Regions from separate parts of the Sus scrofa genome. Here region 2 is linked to region 1. A link is a contact called in public Hi-C data. All regions are on one chromosome and are shown on one strand. Each heading gives the region's core, a stretch centred on a gene start, on an enhancer-like site or on the middle of the called end of the contact. The rest is flanking DNA. Distances are from core to core; before and after follow the strand shown.

Region 1 (3,436 bases), core at 415-2,914:
TACTTTTAGCTTCTTATAAGATTAGCATCAGGGAGAAGTAGCTCCCATTCCTCAAAGGTTCAGGGGGCCTTGTACCTTGCCATGGACCACAGAATGCTCTCCATGAAGGATGACTTTCCCTGGAGCGGACACCAGCAGGACTTGAGACAACATGGCTCCTGGGAATCCTGAAAAGGAAAGCCAGAAAGAAGTTGGAAGGTCTCCAGATCTTCAAGAATGCTTAGTTCAAGCTCACCAATATAAACAACAAAAAAGAGGCAGCGACCATTCAGCATGTGGTATATGCCTAAAAGGCAGTGCAGAGCAGCAGTCAACAAGAGATATCAAAAAGATCTGGGTTCCAATCTAGCTCTTCCATCCCCAGTGATATCATCTTAGTTAACTCACTCAAATGGCTATGGACCTCAGTCTCCTCAAAAGCCACATGAGGAGTTCTCCTCTTGGCTCAATGGTAACAAACCCAACTACTATCCATGAGGACAGGGGTTCAATCCCTGGCCTCACTTGGTGGGTTATGGATTTGGTGTTGCCGGGAGCTGTGGTGTAGGTCACAGATGCAGCTTTGTTCTGGTGTTGCTGTGGCTGTGGTGTAGGCCAGCAGCTACAGTTCCAATTCGACCCCTAGCCTAGGAACTTCCATATGCCGCAGGGGCGGCCCTAAAAAAAAGACACACACACAGACACAAAAAGCTGCATGGAGCAATAAGTGAACTTAACTCGATGGATTTTGAGAAGGTTAATAATGGAAGGGAAACAGCAATGTCTGGTACATCATAATCACTCAATTGCTGACAGCTACTTATTACTGGCTTGGTTCTTGGTTGCAATTTTATTATTACTACAATTTTTTAAAAAATGTCTGCACTCTTAGCATGTGGAAGTTCCCCGGCCAGGGACTGAATCAGAGCTGCAGGTGCACCCAGGCCACTGCAGGCAGCTTCTTAACCCACTGATCCACAGAAGGAACTCCATAAAGGTAGAAATGTAAATGAAATCATGGACCAGAAAGAACTCTTTCCTGGACATTTAGGCTGTTACTAACATTTCATAATTAAAAATAGGCCACAGAAAACAGCTCTTACAACCCCCTCCTTTTTTTTTTTTTTTTTTTTTTTGGTGACATTTAAGCGAGAATCTCTACAAGACAGACTGCTAGAAAGTAACTTGCTAGGTGCACGTTGTGTGCATTTAAGATTTTTGTAAACCGTATAAAATTACCATCTATTTAAGGCTTTCCGTATATCACCTCAATAGAACGAGGCCTGAACCGCAGTATGAGCTAAGTACCGTTTCTTAGAAGGGGAGGGGAAACTCAGGCTCGGAGCCGGGAAACCTGTTGCTTGCCCAAAAATCAAAATCCCGTCTGCCAGATTCGAGGTCGTGGGCCACTCAGGACGGATGCTCAGAATTGGGGAAACTGAGCCAGAGAAGCCAAGAGCCCAGCCGGGGTCGTCCTAGGTCTCAGCCTCGGACTTGGCCCCACCAGGGACCACGACTCCGATTTCTCACCTGCGACTGCAGGCTCTCGGCTCCAGATCCCGAACAGCTCCCGGACTCAACCCGCGAGCTCTGAAGCGCCATGGGGTGGTGGCCGAGCCCATCCGCCCAGCCAATCAGAGCGCGCGGGCCGGGAGTCTCTTTTTACCAATTGGCTTGAGTAGTAGCCAATAGACGTTGCTAGCCAAGTCCTCGTGGATTTCCCCGCCCCTCTCCTGTGTGAACCAATGGAAACAAATCCCTGGGAGTGTCCCGCCCTGGGGCGAGAGCCACGGACCAATGGAAGACGGCGGCTGAGTGGTGGCGCGGCCGGCGGTAGGTGGTGTCATCCAGGAACCTGGACGGGAGCCTGTCAGGGTCAGCCCTCAATCAGAAGCCTGGCTCATGGCTATATGGGGCCCGGGAGGTCGCCTTGGCCTGCGTGGGTGCCTTGGTGCCCGCAGGCTACTGTGTCTCCGTTTTCAGAGCCGTGGCCCCCAAGGCGTGGAAGACGGGGAGAGGTGAGTGCCTGCCTGGGACGGTAGGCATAACTCGGGTACCTGCAGTGAATTGTGTTTTCGTCGCCCTGGTTACGTCATACCCCTGGGGCGTCGCCGCAGTTATCCCAGGTGACGTGCTCTGTAGCCCTGACGTCACATGGCAACACAGGCTCTGTGGAAGCTGGAAATCAAGGTGTCTTGGCACAAGACAAGTCCAAACGAAGTCTAGCATTCATCAGGACAGGATGTATCCTCTGTGGGCCAAGAGGGTCATCTTGACTGGCCTTACAATCAGGAGGGGCCGCAATTCAGATTTTGACCTATCTCCAACTTAGTTTATACTTTAAGACACAGAGATACACCAACACAATCTAAAGGTGGCTGTCATATATCTTGAAATCTGCACCCTATTCCCAGACCTCAGAACCTGACTTAATGGATTAATATATTTAATAGATCCGTAATTGAACATTTGAATAACCTTTTAATGTCACTTTTTAATGCTGAAGTGTGTATTAAAAGTGTTATGTTGCTATTTGAAAATGCCAGTTTTTGAACCCTGTTTTGGCAGTTCTTCATTTCGGAGTGCACTTGGGAGCTTCACAGTATGCAAATAGCCCAGGGTTTTTTCACTCCAAGAGTCCCTGGCTTAGTGGAGTAGATGGTCAAAGTTTTGAGTAGAACAGAGGTAACTGTTTGGAATGTGGAGTAAGGTAGTCATGGGCAAGAATCCCAGCTTGATTCCTTCCTCCCTGGATGACCTGGGAAGGTGAGTCTCATTCGTGAGCTAGAGATTCCTCATTAAAATGAAGGTCATGGGTAGTGCCTCCCTTGAGGGCTTGGGAAGCTTCCAGAGATAATTCTAGGTGATAGTGTCATTAATTTACCTATCACAGAACAGAGACTACAGAAAATGATTGATAAATTCTTTCAGCCTGTATTTATTGAGCGCTACACTACTTCAGCTACTGGGAAGCTATGGATGTGGGCAAGATTCAGAGCTTGCCCACAAAGAGCTTAAAAATAAGAGCAGCAGAGGGGAAAGATAACAGGAGATCCAAGCAGAGGCAGATAAGTGCTGCCATTGAGTTCAGATAGCAAACTGTGACCCACTGATGGAGGTGCCCCATGGTGTAGGCCATCCCCACTCACCACCTCTTTTTTTAAAGATTTTTATTTTTTCCATTATAGTTGATTTACATCCACTCACCACCTCTTGCTGTCTGTTTCTCCTTAGGCCACAGCCTTCCTCAAAGACGCCCAAAATCCCCAAGATCTACACCAAGACAGGAGACAAAGGTAGGGTGGGGACAGGCGAAAAATACAGAGAGAGATGGAAGATTCTTCCATTTTAAAGTTCTTCTGCCTTCTTTGCAGACACTGCAAAGTATGTGACAGATCAAAATGTGATGTGACATGAAAGGGCCCAAGATATATTAAGTGATAAACGTGAGTTGCAG
Region 2 (3,745 bases), core at 805-3,304, 870 kb after region 1:
CTCAAATCATTCATATGTTGACTCCTCTCATCTCGCAGGAATCAAGATGGGGACCGAATGCAACGCTGCACGTGCAAACGCTCTGTCAACTAGGGAATACTGTACAAGTGATTGGATCACTGTTAACCACCAGTAAAGATGGAAACCAAGGGTACCTGTAATTTCATTACATCGCCACAGGCCGGAGCGCCCACCAATCCGGTTCCAACATTTTTAGCTGTCTTGTCAAGGGACCCCACGTTTCGGGGATTTTCATAATGATCAACAACCTGAAACGAGAGGGTGAAGAGAAATCACAATTACTCTTTTTTGGTATTGATCTCCCCGACTTTGATGGCACGTTTGAAGTCAGCAAACCGAACCCAGCAGGTGTCACGAAATACCAAGTTTTACCTGGGCGGGAAGGCTTATGCTCAGGTCAATGAGAACCACTGGCCACCCAAAGTCTTTGTGTGTCGCCTCTCCAATTACCTTCAGAGATTCATAATAAGGCAGAAAAATCTGCAAGATCTGGCTTTGTTCTGCAGGGTTTTGAACCACAAATAATTGACCTTTAACCACCTGAGGCATCAGAGTTGGGCTCAAACACCATTTTTTATCTCCATAAGATACATCTCAAAGGATCTATCAAAGCATAATACTTACCATTCAAAAATTGTAAAAGTAAGTATGGTCCAGAAATAAGTGTTTCCCAGAAGCTTCAAGGAGACTATTACAGGAGGGACAAGACTAGGAATGCGTCCACTTGTGGGCGATAATAAATAAAAACAGTCCTTTCACTGTATTTCAGGGCCCTGAACCCTCTGGTGCACAGTGCGCCCTGGTGGCTGCAAGGCTGAGAGCACCAATTCGTTCTGCGTGGACTGTCAACAACACACCCTCCTGAGCTGGGGAAGACAAGAACATGGGCAAATGCGTTGCAGCCAGAAGAGAAAAACAAAAAACAAACCCAAAACAAAGCAAAAAAGCTCAAACTGGCACATGGAAGGTTTTAAAAACTTTGAGGTCTGTTTACTAGTTAGCCGTAAGTATCCCAATCTTCCAGTCCCCTCCGCCCACTTATCTGTCCACGGATTTTGAGTCCAAGCCCTAGGACCTACAAGACAAAGTCCAGTCTAGACTTTCTGCCCCGTGTTGATCTGCTGCATTCTGTAGTTAACCGGTTCTAGAGTGAAAGAGTTTTACGTTTACGGACCTCACGCCCCTGGAATGTAAAGTCTTCAAACTACGCACCTATCTCTACTCACAGCTCCCCACCACCCCAAACAAAACTAAACAAAAATGAAAGCATTATGACTTGGTTACATGTCCATCCCCATTCGGAGGCTCTGAGCTCCTACAACAATAATAGCAGCAGCACCCTAAGTGGCCTCCCTGTGCCAGGCACCAAGCAGAGGAGGACCCCGCAGGCACGGTCTCGTGTAGGGGGACTGCTAAGAGCCCCCCCATATGATAAGTGGTAAAACAGGTTCAGCTCAGAGCAGTAACTTGCCCAAGGTCACCTGGCTAGAGCAGTGGCCTTAGGTGAGGCCGGAGCCCGCGCCATTCTGTGTGTGTCTGTCCCTGGAGTTCGGCTGTCAGGTCACAGCAGAACCCTGCTTGCTGGGCGGTTGGGAATTTTAAAGGCTTGGGTGCAAGAGATTAAAGACAGCGGCCGGGCCCACGGGCAGTCGCCGCTGGACGAGCCGAAACTGTCATTCTTATTTCAGGCGCCGTTAGTGCACTTGCGCATCGAGAGAAAGTTGGTCGAGGCGGACTCGTGCGAGGGGCGCCCCGTTTCCTGGGCCGCAGTGGCGTTCCCCGGGCCGCGCAAAGCCGGCCGGCCAGTCGTCCCTAGGCCAGGCCTTTGGTAGTACGCCTAAGTCCTCTCGGCGGTCCTAGTTCCCCGGCTGGTGCAGGCCCCGCGCACGCCCTCGCCCGCCCCTACCTTCTTGTGATAGAGCCGAGCCGGAGCTGACAGCTCCCGAGCAGGCAGGCGCGGGACCGGGAGCAGCAGGACGAAGCCGCCCGCCTTAGACGGCCGGCGCCAGCCGCCGCCATCTTGCGGACTTGCGCCTGCGCAGGCCGAACGCGAGACCGAGGGGAGGGGCTCGTGCACGAGTTGGCACCCGGCTTGGAGCGCGCCCCTCTAAAGTCCCGGCGACTTTGCGCCTGCGCCCTCCCGCTCGGTGCTTGAGTCCGCGCCTTGGCCCCGCCTTGACCACGCCCCTCCGAGTCCGGCGAGGCGTGGAGCCCAAAGGTCTGAATTCGCAGGACGGTTTTTCCTCCGTGCTGGGTTATGGGTCTGAGGGGCTTCAGGCTGGAGTTCCGGACGCAAATTTATGTTCACAAAGTCCACTGCCGGAATGCGGCACAGAGGATCAACCATTCCACCTTTCTTAGCCCTGTTTTGCTGCTTAGAATGTTGAGGGTCAGAGAGGTTTAGGAACTTGTCTGAGGTTGCCCTGAGAGTTAGACTCAGTTGGGATGCAAACTTGGACAATCCTCAACTAGAATCCCAGCTCTGCTCCTTACTGGCTGTGTGATCCTAGACGAATGACATCGTCCTTCTAAACCTTGATCTCTTGTGTACTAATTCAAGGACAACTATTTCACCCGTTGAGCAAGTATGTTTTGAATGTCCACTTTGTGTCGGGGTGTTTTGGGGATCCCAAACAAAAACAGACATAATTTCTGACATAATTAAGCTTGCTAACGAGAGAGAAAGGCAATAGACACAGCAAGACTTTCCTACCTCAAAAAATAGGAAGCTTAATTAAACGAATACTTTGTCCAAACTTAATAAAAATTTACGTTTATGTCTATTCCTTTATTAAAAAGCAAACACAATTTATATGACAAGGCCTGGCAATGAAGAGATTCTAAATAGATGCTTAATAATATGATTTATTAATGTTGGGTTACAGAACAGGAGCTTATAAAATGAAAACTCACGTGTGTGTCTAACTACTAGGCACCAGGCATTACATAAAGGGGAAATGAGTTTTTCTCATGAGTCGTGCAATTGATCCTTCCCTGAGGACTTGGACTTTTCTCTGCATGTGAGGCTCGGTTGCTGGGGAGACTGAACTACGCGCCAAGTCAGACCAGGCAGTAAGAGCCGTTTATGCCAAGAATCATTTTGACCTTCTCAAGATGGCGCCAAACACTGAACGTCGATCATCACGCTCTGTCCATGACTTCCTCTATGGCGTCCACTTCCTGTCTAAGGACCTAATTTCTGTCCCGAGTTGTGGCGGAACACATGCCCTGTTAGCGAGTTTTTTACCCTTAAGGAGAATTACTAAAAGCATATAAAGTGACATAGATTTGTTGTATTTCTAGATTTTTCCCTCATCTGAGGCTCACAGTTTCTCTTTAGGTGGCAAGAGAGGGGGATTTTGATCAGGCGCGCTCCGCGGGCAGCTCCTATTTCAGAGGGTCTTTGGCGGCTGAGTGAGGACCCAGGAGGCACTGGAAGCGCAAGATGGCGACGGCGGCCGCAGCATCGGCTTCGGAAGCGGAGGCAGAGCCAAAGGCCGGGCCCAAGGCCGAGGGAGAAGAAGATGAGGCTAAGGCGGCCAGGACGAGGAGGAAGGTGTTATCGCGGGCTGTGGCTGCTGCGACGTACAAGACCATCGGGCCAGAGTGGGACCAGCAGGAGGAAGGCGTGAGTGAGAGCGATGGAGATGAGGAGTACGCCATGGCTTCCTCAGCCGAGAGCTCCCCCGGGGAGTACGAGTGGGAGTACGACGAAGAGGAGGAG

Evidence for each region. Hi-C and Micro-C count contacts between places; a contact is called where the count stands out from the background.
Region 2: a contact with region 1 is called in a Hi-C map of liver, with 6 times the contacts expected there. The contact joins the promoter of ISCU here to the promoter of MVK in region 1. A contact is called at or near these places in 2 of 47 Hi-C or Micro-C datasets (heart right ventricle and liver).

What each region holds. Positions count from the first base shown.
Region 1 is chr14:41,355,773-41,359,208 of Sscrofa11.1, forward strand. It overlaps MVK (mevalonate kinase), which reads right to left and starts at 1,665. Exons shown (of 12, transcript XR_002338383.1): 1 at 1,510-1,665; 2 at 76-167. MMAB (cob(I)yrinic acid a,c-diamide adenosyltransferase, mitochondrial) reads left to right here and starts at 1,815. Exons shown (of 9, transcript XM_001929194.4): 1 at 1,815-1,997; 2 at 3,214-3,275. The coding sequence starts at 1,882.
Region 2 is chr14:42,220,516-42,224,260 of Sscrofa11.1, forward strand. It overlaps ISCU (iron-sulfur cluster assembly enzyme ISCU, mitochondrial), which reads right to left and starts at 2,055. Exons shown (of 6, transcript XM_003359136.3): 1 at 2,001-2,055; 2 at 1,928-1,998; 3 at 156-269. The coding sequence starts at 2,040. SART3 (squamous cell carcinoma antigen recognized by T-cells 3) reads left to right here and starts at 3,237. Exons shown (of 19, transcript XM_005670755.3): 1 at 3,237-3,745. The coding sequence starts at 3,467. LOC106507249 (a long non-coding RNA gene) reads left to right here. Exons shown (of 2, transcript XR_002338860.1): 2 at 39-768.